Linked DNA regions of Mus musculus: region 2 is linked to region 1. The links are chromatin contacts, called in public HiChIP or PLAC-seq maps. All regions are on one chromosome and are shown on one strand. The core of a region is the stretch at or near the end of the contact, and the rest is flanking DNA. Distances in the headings are between cores, read along the strand shown.

Region 1 (5,171 bases), core at 1,334-3,833:
GGGTGTGCATCTATCTCTCCCCCGCCTCCAGGATCTCCTGAATTCCTAGGGGAGCCTCTGAGCTCCCCACAACCTCTGCACACACTTCTCAGACTGGCTTGTTAGCTTAGCCCGGCTCATCTTAGCCTCTACCCCTCCTCCGGAAACTGGGCTTGCCCCTCCTAGGACCTTCCCAGAGGCCATCAGATCATGGAGCTGTCCATCTAGGTGACTCTTGAAGGCCCTGGCCTGAGTTCTGGGAGCCTTCCTTCCTCTCTCCTTTCCTGGTTCTATGGCTGGGTGTTCCTCTCCTTACATGGGAAGAAAGAAGGAGAGAGGGTCAAGGCTCTGCAGGTCTCATGAATTCTGGCAAGTTTTCTTCCTGTAGAGATTACTTTCCATCAGTGAATACTTCTTACAAAGCTACTGTGTGCATCTGGTGAGGTCTACTCTCTGAGGAATGCTAAGATGCGGCTACAGCTCAAGGGAGACATAAAGCTCACCTAGAGAAGCCCCCCCCCCCCACACGCACACACACACACACATACACACACGCGCGCGCACACATGCATACATGTCTCCTGTCGGGTGTGCTCTGCAGCATGCAGATGTCTTCAGAGCACCCACCTACTCATAAAACTTTATTTATCACTAGGGGAAACTAAGGCAAGAAAAGCAAATCCCTTCCCCCTCCCTGGCAACCCTGCAGGGTGGTAAGAATCCAGGAGAGGCAATAGTAATTAATGTTTTCAAATGAGACCCTTTGAGGAGTGAGGAGGAAGTCCACTAGGTGAGTGGAAGTCTCTCACCCTCCAGCTCAGGCGAGGGACAGGCTGTCCACTTCACCCAGCACCCTGCTCTTCCTTGGCTATACAAGAAGTAAGATGAATAATTATAGTTTTATATACTGGATTAAGAAAGAAGTTGCTCCAAGTAGGGGCAGAGTGTGAAGGCATCTGGGAGTGTGTCCACAGTTTTCTGGTGCTAGCTTTCAAACGTCCTTCCTGATCTTCCAGGGCAGAGTCCTGTCTACTGGAAAAAGAACTCACCCGTGTCTGGTTAACTCACGATGGTCTGGCTCTGTTTCTTCCCTGTGCCAAGTACTATGGATACAGAAGGGACCGCAGGTCCTGCCTCCCTCCTGCTGTCAGGGGAGCTTACCAAGGGGCTGGTAGGGGTTTGGCAGACTTTCCTAAGGGGATTTGGATTCTATTTGAAAGTGCCCTCACCTTGCACACTCCTGGACGTCAAGGGAGCAACTGGCTCCTGCCAGTCAAGGGCATAACCAGAAAAGGACCAGCAAAATGGCTCAGTGGGAGACTGTGCTTGCTACCAAGCCTGACAACCCAGTTCAATCCCCAGGCCCCACATGACCCCTGCAACTTGTCTTCTGATTTCCACATGTACCCCACTACCAAGCACAATAATAAAGAAATATAGTAATCTTTTAAAATGCAGAAGCCCCTGGTCTAAGAGACCATGGCTGAGGCCCACCACTGTGCTTGGGTCAAATGCTTTAACCTTTTGGAGTCACCTTTCTTTCTTCAGCTACCATCTGCTTGGTTTTTCCCCCCGCGGAAAAGTGAAATTGGGGTGTCCATGTCAGCCATGATGGCTGCTTTAGGATCCACCCAGTCTCCCCTCTCTTCTTTCTGGCTCTGGGGGAAGGCGCGGCTTTCTTCTTTCCACCAAGAATTTTGTGGGCTCCAGTGCTCTGCACCTGTAGGCTGCAGCCCACCCACCTCAGGGCATAGGCTCCTCAGTCTGGGTTTTGAGAGTGCTGGGATGGGCGTCAATAAGGACCCGGCCTGACCAAACAGAATGAGACAGGAAAAGGGAAGGGGAAGGGGAAGGGGAAGGGGAAGGGGAAGGGGAAGGGGAAGGGGAAAGGGAAGGGAAGGGAAGGAAAGGAAAGGAAAAAGGAGGGGAGGGAGGGGAGATGAGAGAAGAGAAGAAAAGAAAAAGGAAAGGAAAGGAAAAGAAAAAAGAAAAGAGAGGGGAAAAAACCCCAGCTTCCTGTGTCTGGTTACCCTCTTTATCAGGGCGCAGAGCTACCTCCTTGGGCACAAAACTGTACCACCTTACCCGCACACTATCTGACTGGTTCATAGCGTGCGTCTGGCGAGAGGAGGCGGGAAGTACACATATAAACATCGCTAAAGCTTAAGAATTACTGTCAAATTCCATCCCAGGACTTTTTTTTTTTTTTTTTTTTAAGGGATGGAGAGCCAGGATGGGGAGGGTGTCTGTTTCGTTGAATAATTAAGAGAAAAACTGGTACTTAGAAAGGCTGGGGAAAAGGCCTCCCCTCTTCACGTGGGCTCGGGGTGCGCGGGTGCAAATGTCTGCTTGGCAGTTGCCTGATGCACCACCGTCCAAGAGCAAACTTTCAAGATCCGTCTTCAAGTAGCACCCGGGCTCCGTGGCTCAGTGGCAGAGAATAGGAGCGTGAGGACGGGGACCCGTGGGGGACACTGGCCGGGAGTTCCGCCCTCGGTTACCTGAATTCTGAGGCTCACTGGCGTCCAGTGGATAGGGCGTAGAGACGCAGCAAGAGCAGATCCGAGACGGGCTACTCCTCCCAGGCCAGCGCGGGCCCCCAAGCGCCTGGGAACTGCACCTGGAGAACCCAGAGCGGCGCGCCCTCCTGTCGCGGGTCCCCGCCCAGGCTGTCCCGGCAGGGGCGGGGCAGGGCGGCCTCTGGGAGGAGCCGAGCGATGGGCTCTCCTCCCAGCTCCCTGGCCTCGCCAGGCCTCGTGCACCGAACCCTAGACCTCTTCTCCTTCAAAGCTTCCCGCGTCCCTTCAGCCTCAGGTGCCCCTTAGCTGAAATTTGAGGTACACAAGGTTCTCTTTCTCATCCTGTACTCTCTGGTAGGTACTCTACACTACTCCTACCCTTAGATCTGAGGTCTGGGAGCCCGTAGGCCACCTTGCAGCTCACTGAAGGATAGGAAAGCAACTGCCTGATCCCATGGTCCTCTCCTCTGCTGAGAGGCCCCCGGCTGATGATGGCCCCTGCCATCAGACCACCTAGAACAGTGGGTCCTTGGAAACCCTTGTCCGCAGGCTCGGTGTCTCTGGTCCTAGGTTCCCAGATTGGAAGATGTTAAGCATGGCCCTCTACCAGCTAGTGGACACAGAGAGAAGAGATGAAGGGACACAGAAGACAAAGAAACCCGGCTCTGGGAAGCTGGAAGCTGGTTCTTCCAGGTGCTGAAGAACAGCCCAAAGCCACTTCCTCCTTCTCCCACCCCACAGCAGGCAATCAATCTCCAGGATCAATCTGGAAGGCTCCAGTGAGCAGTGGGCAGACTCCGTGGTCCTCCCTGAAGTTGCCTCCCTTTTGCTCCCTGACCTGCCTTGCTGGCAGGTATGCACACCAGGAAGAATAGGAGACTGTCCCAGACTCTAGTCAACTCTGACCTTGAGCAAAGCTCTGGTCCCTTCTAGGTCTGTTTCTGAATGAAGTTAATGTGATGTGTTGGAACAAATCTCTCTCTCTCTCTCTCTCTCTCTCTCTCTCTCTCTGTCTCTGTCTGTCTGTCTGTCTGTCTGTCTCTCTCTCTGTCTTTCTCTCTCTCTCTCTCTCTCTCTCTCTCTCTCTCTGTGTGTGTGTGTGTGTGTGTGTGTGTGTGTGTGTGTGTGTGTGTTGGTTGGCCAGTGAGTCTCAGGGATTCACCTGTCTTTACTTCCCAGTGTTGGGATTACAAGCATAAATTACTAATTCTTGGTTTCTTTCATTCTCTCTCTCTCTCTCTCTCTCTCTCTCTCTCTCTCTCTCTCTCTTAATCTGTGTGTCTCTGTGCCTTGTGCCCACAGAAATAAAAACACAAAAAGGCGCTGGGTGTTGGATTCGCCTGGATTACAGGGTTGTGAGCCACTGATGTGGGTGCTGGGAACTAAATCCTCTGCAGGAGCAGCTCTCGATGGAGTCTTCTCTCTAGCTCCCCACCCCCTTCTAAACATGGACTGTGGAGATGGAACACTCTCTTCTTGTTTGAAAGGCAAGCACTTTACCAACTGAGCTGTCTCTCTAGCACTCCCAGATCTAATTGCTTAAGGGGAAAGTGTCTTAGCCACGTAGGCAGGCAGGCAGGCATCCTGTGCACACCAGAGTTTGACAAGTGGGTGGAAAATGGGTTCTCTGCTGAGCTCGGCCTTGAGTGAATCCACTAGATGGAGATGCAGATCTCTGCTTTGTCTTCCCAAGGTTATTGGCAAAGGCTTCCCTCCATCCATCCCCCACCTCCACCCCCCCCACCCCCACCCTGCCCAAGCAGGTATGGCAGTAACAGAACCACCAGCTCTGGGTGTCCTCTGATATCATCTTTTGATTGTGGCACTGGAATGGGCTTTGGAGGCAGATGAAAGCATGTAGCAACCTCTGGAAGGCCTCTTTGTACTCCCTACAGGAGCTGCAGAGCCCATCATGTGGGCATGCACCCCACTATCTGTAGCTGAGGAAAACAGAGATGCCCAATGCCCAATCAGAGTCCTGCCCAGTGCAGGCATGTCAGGAGAAGCAGGCTCCTAATTTCAGTGCATGTGTGGTCCTTGGTGATTAATTCATTATCATGTCATAATTTATGACAGCCTTGCAGATTAGTGCCATAGATAACCATGTCTGCTCTCAGGGAGTTCAGAGACTAGCTGAGTGATACAAACACCACATGCAGGGCTGGAGAGACAGATCCGCGGTTAAGAGCACTTGGTGCCCTTCAAGAGGACCTGGGCTTAGTTCCCAGCATCCACACCAGGCAGCTCACACTGCCTGTAACTCCAGTTCCAAGTGATCCAAGTTCACATGGTCCATCTCCGGATCCTCAGGCACACACACGTTATATCAGTGTGGCTAGCTAGCTAGACCTTTAAACACATGGAACAGAGAGACAGGGATGGTAAACACACAGGAAGCTCAGAGCAGGGGGAAGAGAAACGAGAGAGGACTGGCATAGACAGCACAGAGAAGAATTCTGACAGTACTGGGTTCAACTCACAGGGTCATATTGGGGAAGTAGAGACCGCGAGCCCAAGGTCACGTGGTCACAGTACATAAGTAGCAGAATTGAATGTAGACTCAGGTCCTCAGGACCAGGTGTTACTTTAGACATCCTGTGTAACCCAAGGAAATTCGGAGCCTGGGAAGTACGGGGTGCCAAGGAAATGCAGAAATACCGGGTGCCATGGAGT
Region 2 (5,550 bases), core at 856-3,355, 200 kb after region 1:
GGGTGGCTTCCCACGCAGCGCTTTTCACATGGGTGCACTTAAGCTTCTTTATGGAGCACTGCCCCTACTGAGATTTGACCAGGACAGGGCAACCTCTTCCTCACATATCTGGCCAGTGGGTGCTGGTTGTTAGTTACGGTTGGGGAGGGTTGCTTCTTTCTATGTTCTTTTAGGGAGACCAGTGGAATACCACACATGTGTCTGTAGACAATTCTTGTAGAGACTTGTAATGGGGCTTCACCACCATGATTGAATATCCATTTCTTCTCGCACATCCTGGATCTTTCTGTCCGATGGGCTGAGGACTTTATAATCATTTTTGTTTTTTTCTTTTTGTAACACTACTGAAGCAGGCTGAGGAGCTCGAAATGAAATCGCTAAAAGAAAAGAAAAAATTACCAGAAGACACCAAGATGGGCTGTTGCTATGGAGAATGAATGCCTCCAGCTGTGAACCCAACCAGGAGACCGCAGCGGGGGCGGGTCACACTTACCTTCAGGAGCATCCCAGCTTCACCAAGGAGAGGGCGCATTGGAAGGAAGGGCAGCATACGGAGGGGATTGATCTGGTTGCCAGCTCATGCAGATACTAGCAGAGTGGTTCTAACTCAGGGAGCAGAGGGGAGAACTGGGCTGGGGGGTGGGGGTGGGGGTGGGGGAGGGGGGCACTTAGCTTCCCAAAGCCACGGGTTTCCTAGGCTGCTCTGGAGAGAAGTGGGTGGAATATTTCGGAGCAGGTTGGAGTGAGACCATGTACACTCATGTCTCCTCCCAGCCATTTCGTATGTCAACTGGGGTTTATTACATGCCAGACATTGTGCTGGGGCAGTAGATCTTTGAGAGACCTGACTGAAATAGGGTTGAGAGTACACACCCCTGGAAATCCATCCCCTCTCTGTAGAACGGCAACTCTATAATGTGACTCCAGGTCTGTGTGTTAACAGTGGTACCCACATGGCCTGTGCCACATACTTAGATGCGGGTGGTAACAGGAAAATTGTGAAGAAGAGTGTCAAAAGCATGTATATTTCTCTCTGCCTGAATGTGTGTGTGTGTGTGTGTGTGTGTGTGTGTGTGTGTGTGTGTGTGTGTGGTATATCCTCAGAAGCCATTCACCTTGAGGGTTTTGGGTTGGGTTGGTTTGGTTTGGTTGGTTGGCTGATTTTGGTTTGTTTGTTTGTTTGTTTGAGACAGATTTTCTCCAAGTAGGCTAGGCTGGCTGACCTCAGGATTTTACCTGTGCCGGCCTCCCACTGCTGGCATCATCAGCATGTGCCGGCTTGGCTGACCTTTTCATCTGGTTGCTGGGGATTAAATTCAGGTCCTCATGCTAAAGCAAGCTCTTAGCAATAAGCTATCTTCACAGTGCCTCTGTGCCTTTCCCTGCTGCTAGTGGCTCTCATCAACTTTGCTTTTATGCTTCCATGCCTCTAAAGGAAAAAGAAAAGAAGAGAAAAGAAAAGGAAAGAAAAACAACTTCATAAACTATTTCCCAAGTACTTTCCTGCTGAGGTGTATATGGTGGGTGGAGTCTAGTGATCTGCATCTCCCACTGCTTTGGCACTGTGTGGGTGGGGCGTGCTGCCTGTGGTGAAGTCACAGGTGAGGCAGTCTAAGTATGAGATTTTAAGTACCAGTAAGGGTAAGTCAAGGGCATATGGGGCACTTGCGATGCTACTCATCTGTTAGGAGCTAGCCCAGACTATATCTTCTCTCTCTTCTCCTCCCCTCTTCTCTTCTCTCCCTCCCCCACCTCCCCTTCCTCCCTCCTCTCTTCTGTTCTCTTCTTTCTTTGTCTGTTCTCCCATTCCTCCTCTCTCTTTAGCCCACTTCTTTTCTGCCTCCTCAGTCTTTTCCTTGCCTGAATGGCCATCTGAGTCCCCGATGCATCAATGCATCAATGTGACTGTGTTTCCATAGGCAGGTGTGTGTCTTGTTTAGTCACATTAAAAATAAATCGCTTGGCCACACACAGGCTATGAGTCAATCTGTTCCTTCCCTCTGCTTTCCAGGAACAGATTGCTCAAAACCAGACGACTGTGGTGTGAGACGCCAGCAAGGAGCGGCATGCGGTGGAAGGAACAAGCCCTCCTGAGCAGCCCTCCCGCTGGGCCTCCTGTTCACTGAAAGTCAATCAGTCACACCCACCAAACGCAGTCGGTGTGGCTGCATTCTTTAAGCCAAGGAGAACGTTAGAGGCCAAAGTTCAATGCACACATTTATTGATTTGTGTGTGTTGAACCGTCTTTGATGGTTTTATGTTTGCTATTTTCTTATTTAGTGCTCTAAGGCAGCTTGTGCTTTACTGTGACCTCATAGATGTTTCTATATGTTCTATATGTCAAGCTCCTTCACGTATCTTCCATAGCATTGTCTAAGTGGATTCTTTTACTTTCTGTTCATCATGGGAAGGTTTTTTCCCCCTTTATTTATGAAGGGTGCCTTTGCTTGACAAAGTAATCTGGGCTGGTAGTCTTTGTATTTCTGAATTTGAAATACATCATTCCATGCCTTCCGAGTTTTTAGAGTTTCTATTGAGGAATTGAGGTCATTGCTAAGATACCCTGCCAGGAATTTCACCTTTGGGTATCACAGTTTTTTGCTGTGGTTCTTTTTTGAAGCAGGTTCTCCTATAGTCCAGGCTGTTCTCCAACTGGCTATGTAATTGGGGTGACCTTAAACTTCTGATCTTCCTGCCTTTGTCACCCACTCTTGAGGTACTAGGATTATAGATGTACCACCACACTAGGTCAGTTGATGCAGTGCTGTGGATGGGTCCCAGGGCTTTGTGCATGCTAAGCAAGCCCTCCATCCTCCTCTGCAGCCGCAGCCCAGGACCTCAGTCTCTGTAGACTAAGCACTTTAGTCATTTTGTAAACATTATTTAGGGTTAGATGAACTCCACTGCTCTACTACATTAGCCAGTTACTAACTTAACACTGGAGTCTCTTCACCTTCAAAATGCTATAGAAACCAGGATCAGCAGAGATGATATCTTTTTTATTATTATTTTCTTTTATTTTTTTAATTTTATTTTATTAGATATTTTCTTTATATACATTTCAAATGCAAGTTCCCTATTCCCTCCCCTGCCATGCTCCCCTACCCACCCACTCCCAATTCTTGGCCCTGCCGTTCCCCTGTACTGGGGCATTATAAAGTTTGCAAAACCTAGGGGCCTCTCGTCCCAGTGATGGTCGACTAGGCCATCTTCTGCTACATATGCAGCTAGAGACATGAGCTCTGGGGGTACTGGTTAGTTCATCTTGTTGTTCTACCTATAGGGTTACAGATCCCTTCAGCTCCTTGGGTACTTTCTCTAACTCCTCCATTGGGGGCCCTGTGTTCCATCCTATAGATGACTGTGAGCATCCACTTCTATATTTGCCAGGCACTGGCATAGCCTCACTCAAAACAGCTATATCAGGGTCCTTTCAGCAAAATCTTGCTGACATATGCAATAGTGTCTGGGTTTGGTGGCTGATTATGGGATGGATCCCCGGGTGGAGTAGTCTCTGGATAGTCCATCCTTTCATCATAGCTCCAAACTTTGTCTCTGTAACTCCTTTCATGGGTATTTTGTTCCCTATTCTAAGGAGGAATGAAGTATCCACCCGTTGATCCTCCTTCTTGATTTTCTTGTGTTTTGCAAGTTGTATCTTGGGTATTCTAAGTTTCTGGGCTAATATCACTTATCAGTGAGTGCATATCTAGTGACTTCTTTTGTGATTGGGTTACCTCACTCAGGATGATATCCTCCGGATACCTCCATTTGCCCAAGAAATTCATAAATTCATTGTTTTTAATAGCTGAGTAGTACTCCATTGTGTAAATGTATCACATTTTCTGTATCCATTCCTCTGTTGAGGGACATCTGGGTTTTTTCCAGCTTCAGGCTATTATAAATAGGGCTGCTATGAACATAGTGGAGCATGTGTCCTTATTACCAGTTGGAACATCTTCTGGGTGTATGCCCAGGAGAGGTATTGCTGGATCTTCCGGTAGTACTATGTCCAATTTTCTGAGAAACCTCCAGACTGATTTCCAGAGTGGTTGTATAAGCTTGCAATCCCACCAGCAATGGAGAAGTGTTCCTCTTTCTCCACATCCTCGCCAGCATCTGCTGTCACCTGAATTTTTTATCTTAGCCATTCTGACTGGTGTAAGGTGGAATCTCAGGGTTGTTGATTTGCATTTCCCTGATGATTAAGGATGTTGAACAGTTTTTCAGGTGCTTCTCAGCCATTCGGTATTTCTCAGTTGAGAATTCTTTGTTTAGCTATTACCCCATTTTTAATGGGGTTATTTGAATTTCTGGAGTCCAGCTTCTTGAACTCTTTGTATATATTAGATATTAGTCCCCTATCAGATGTAGGATTGGTAAAAATCCTTTCCCAATCTGTTGGTGGCCTTTTTGTCTTATTGACAGTGTCTTTTGCCTTACAGACGCTTTGCAATTTTATGAGGTCCCATTTGTCAAAAAATTCTTGATCTTGCAGTACAAGCCATTGCTGTCCTGTTTAGGAATTTTTCCCCTGTGCCCATATCTTCGAGACTTTTCCCCACTTTCTTATCTATAAATTTCAGTGTCTCTGGTTTTATGTGGAGGTCTTTGATCCACTTAGACTTGAGCTTTGTACAAGGAGATAAGAATGGATCAATTTGCCTTCTTCTACATGATAACCGCCAGTTGTGTCAACACCATTTGTTGAAAATGCTATCATTTTTCCACTGGATGGTTTTAGCTTCCTTGTCAAAGATCAAGTGACCATAGGTGTGTGTATTCATTTTTGGGTCTTCAATTCTATTCCATTGATCTACCTGTCTGTCACTGTACCAGTACCATGCAGTTTTTATCACAATTGCTCTGCAGTACAGCTTAAGGTCAGACATGGTGATTCCACCAGAGGTTCTTTTATTGTTGAGAATAGTTTTTGCTATCCTAGGTTTTTTATTATTCCAGATGAATTTTCAAATTGCCCTTTCTAACTCAGTGAAGAATTGAGTTGGAATTTTGATGGGGATTGCATTGAATCTGTAGATTGCTTTCGGCAGGATAGCCATTTTGACTATATTAATCCTGCCAATCCATGAGCATGGGAGATCTTTCCATCTTCTGAGATCTTCCTCAATTTCTTTCTTCAGAGACGTGAAGTTCTTATCATACAGATCTTTCACTTCCTTAGAGTCACACCAAGGTATTTTATATTATTTGTGACTATTGTGAAGGGTGTTGTTTCCCTAATTTCTTTCTCAGCCTGTTTATCCTTTGTGTAGAGAAAGGCCATTGATTTGTTTGAGTTAATTTTATATTCAGCTACTGCACTGAAGCTGTTTATCAGGTTTAGGGGTTCTCTGGTGGAATTTTTAGGGTCACTTATATATACTATCATATCATCTGCAAATAGTGATATTTTGACTTCTTCCTTTCCAATTTGTATCCCCTTGATCTCCTTTTGTTGTCGAATTGCTCTGGCTAGGACTTCAAATACTATATTGAATAGGTAAGGAGAAAGTGGGCAGCCTTGTCTAGTCCCTGATTTTAGTGGAA

Evidence for each region. HiChIP or PLAC-seq counts read pairs in DNA pulled down with a chosen protein or histone mark.
Region 2: an H3K27ac HiChIP or PLAC-seq map of embryonic stem cells shows a contact between it and region 1, with 5 read pairs. The contact joins the enhancer-like site here to the promoter of Paqr5 in region 1. A contact is called at or near these places in 4 of 39 promoter capture datasets (the 3T3-L1 cell line, the SN4741 cell line, embryonic stem cells and 1 more), 1 of 15 datasets of contacts at CTCF or cohesin (the NIH/3T3 cell line), 1 of 484 Hi-C or Micro-C datasets (bone marrow-derived macrophages), 7 of 115 datasets of contacts at active chromatin or transcription factors (craniofacial prominence, embryonic basal ganglia, embryonic stem cells and 1 more) and 3 of 9 other capture datasets (embryonic stem cells, liver and pancreatic islet).

What each region holds. Positions count from the first base shown.
Region 1 is chr9:62,024,207-62,029,377 of GRCm38.p6, forward strand. It overlaps Paqr5 (progestin and adipoQ receptor family member V), which reads right to left and starts at 2,584. Exons shown (of 8, transcript NM_028748.2): 1 at 2,481-2,584.
Region 2 is chr9:62,220,651-62,226,200 of GRCm38.p6, forward strand. No RefSeq gene overlaps it. Among named protein-coding and RNA genes, the nearest start is that of A730043L09Rik, 21 kb to the right of the region's middle. Within about 2 kb of position 2,106, at least 35 of the 459 cell types and tissues checked have an H3K27ac peak or open chromatin away from gene starts, as enhancers often do. A contact at or near this core is called in embryonic stem cells, where this site is marked.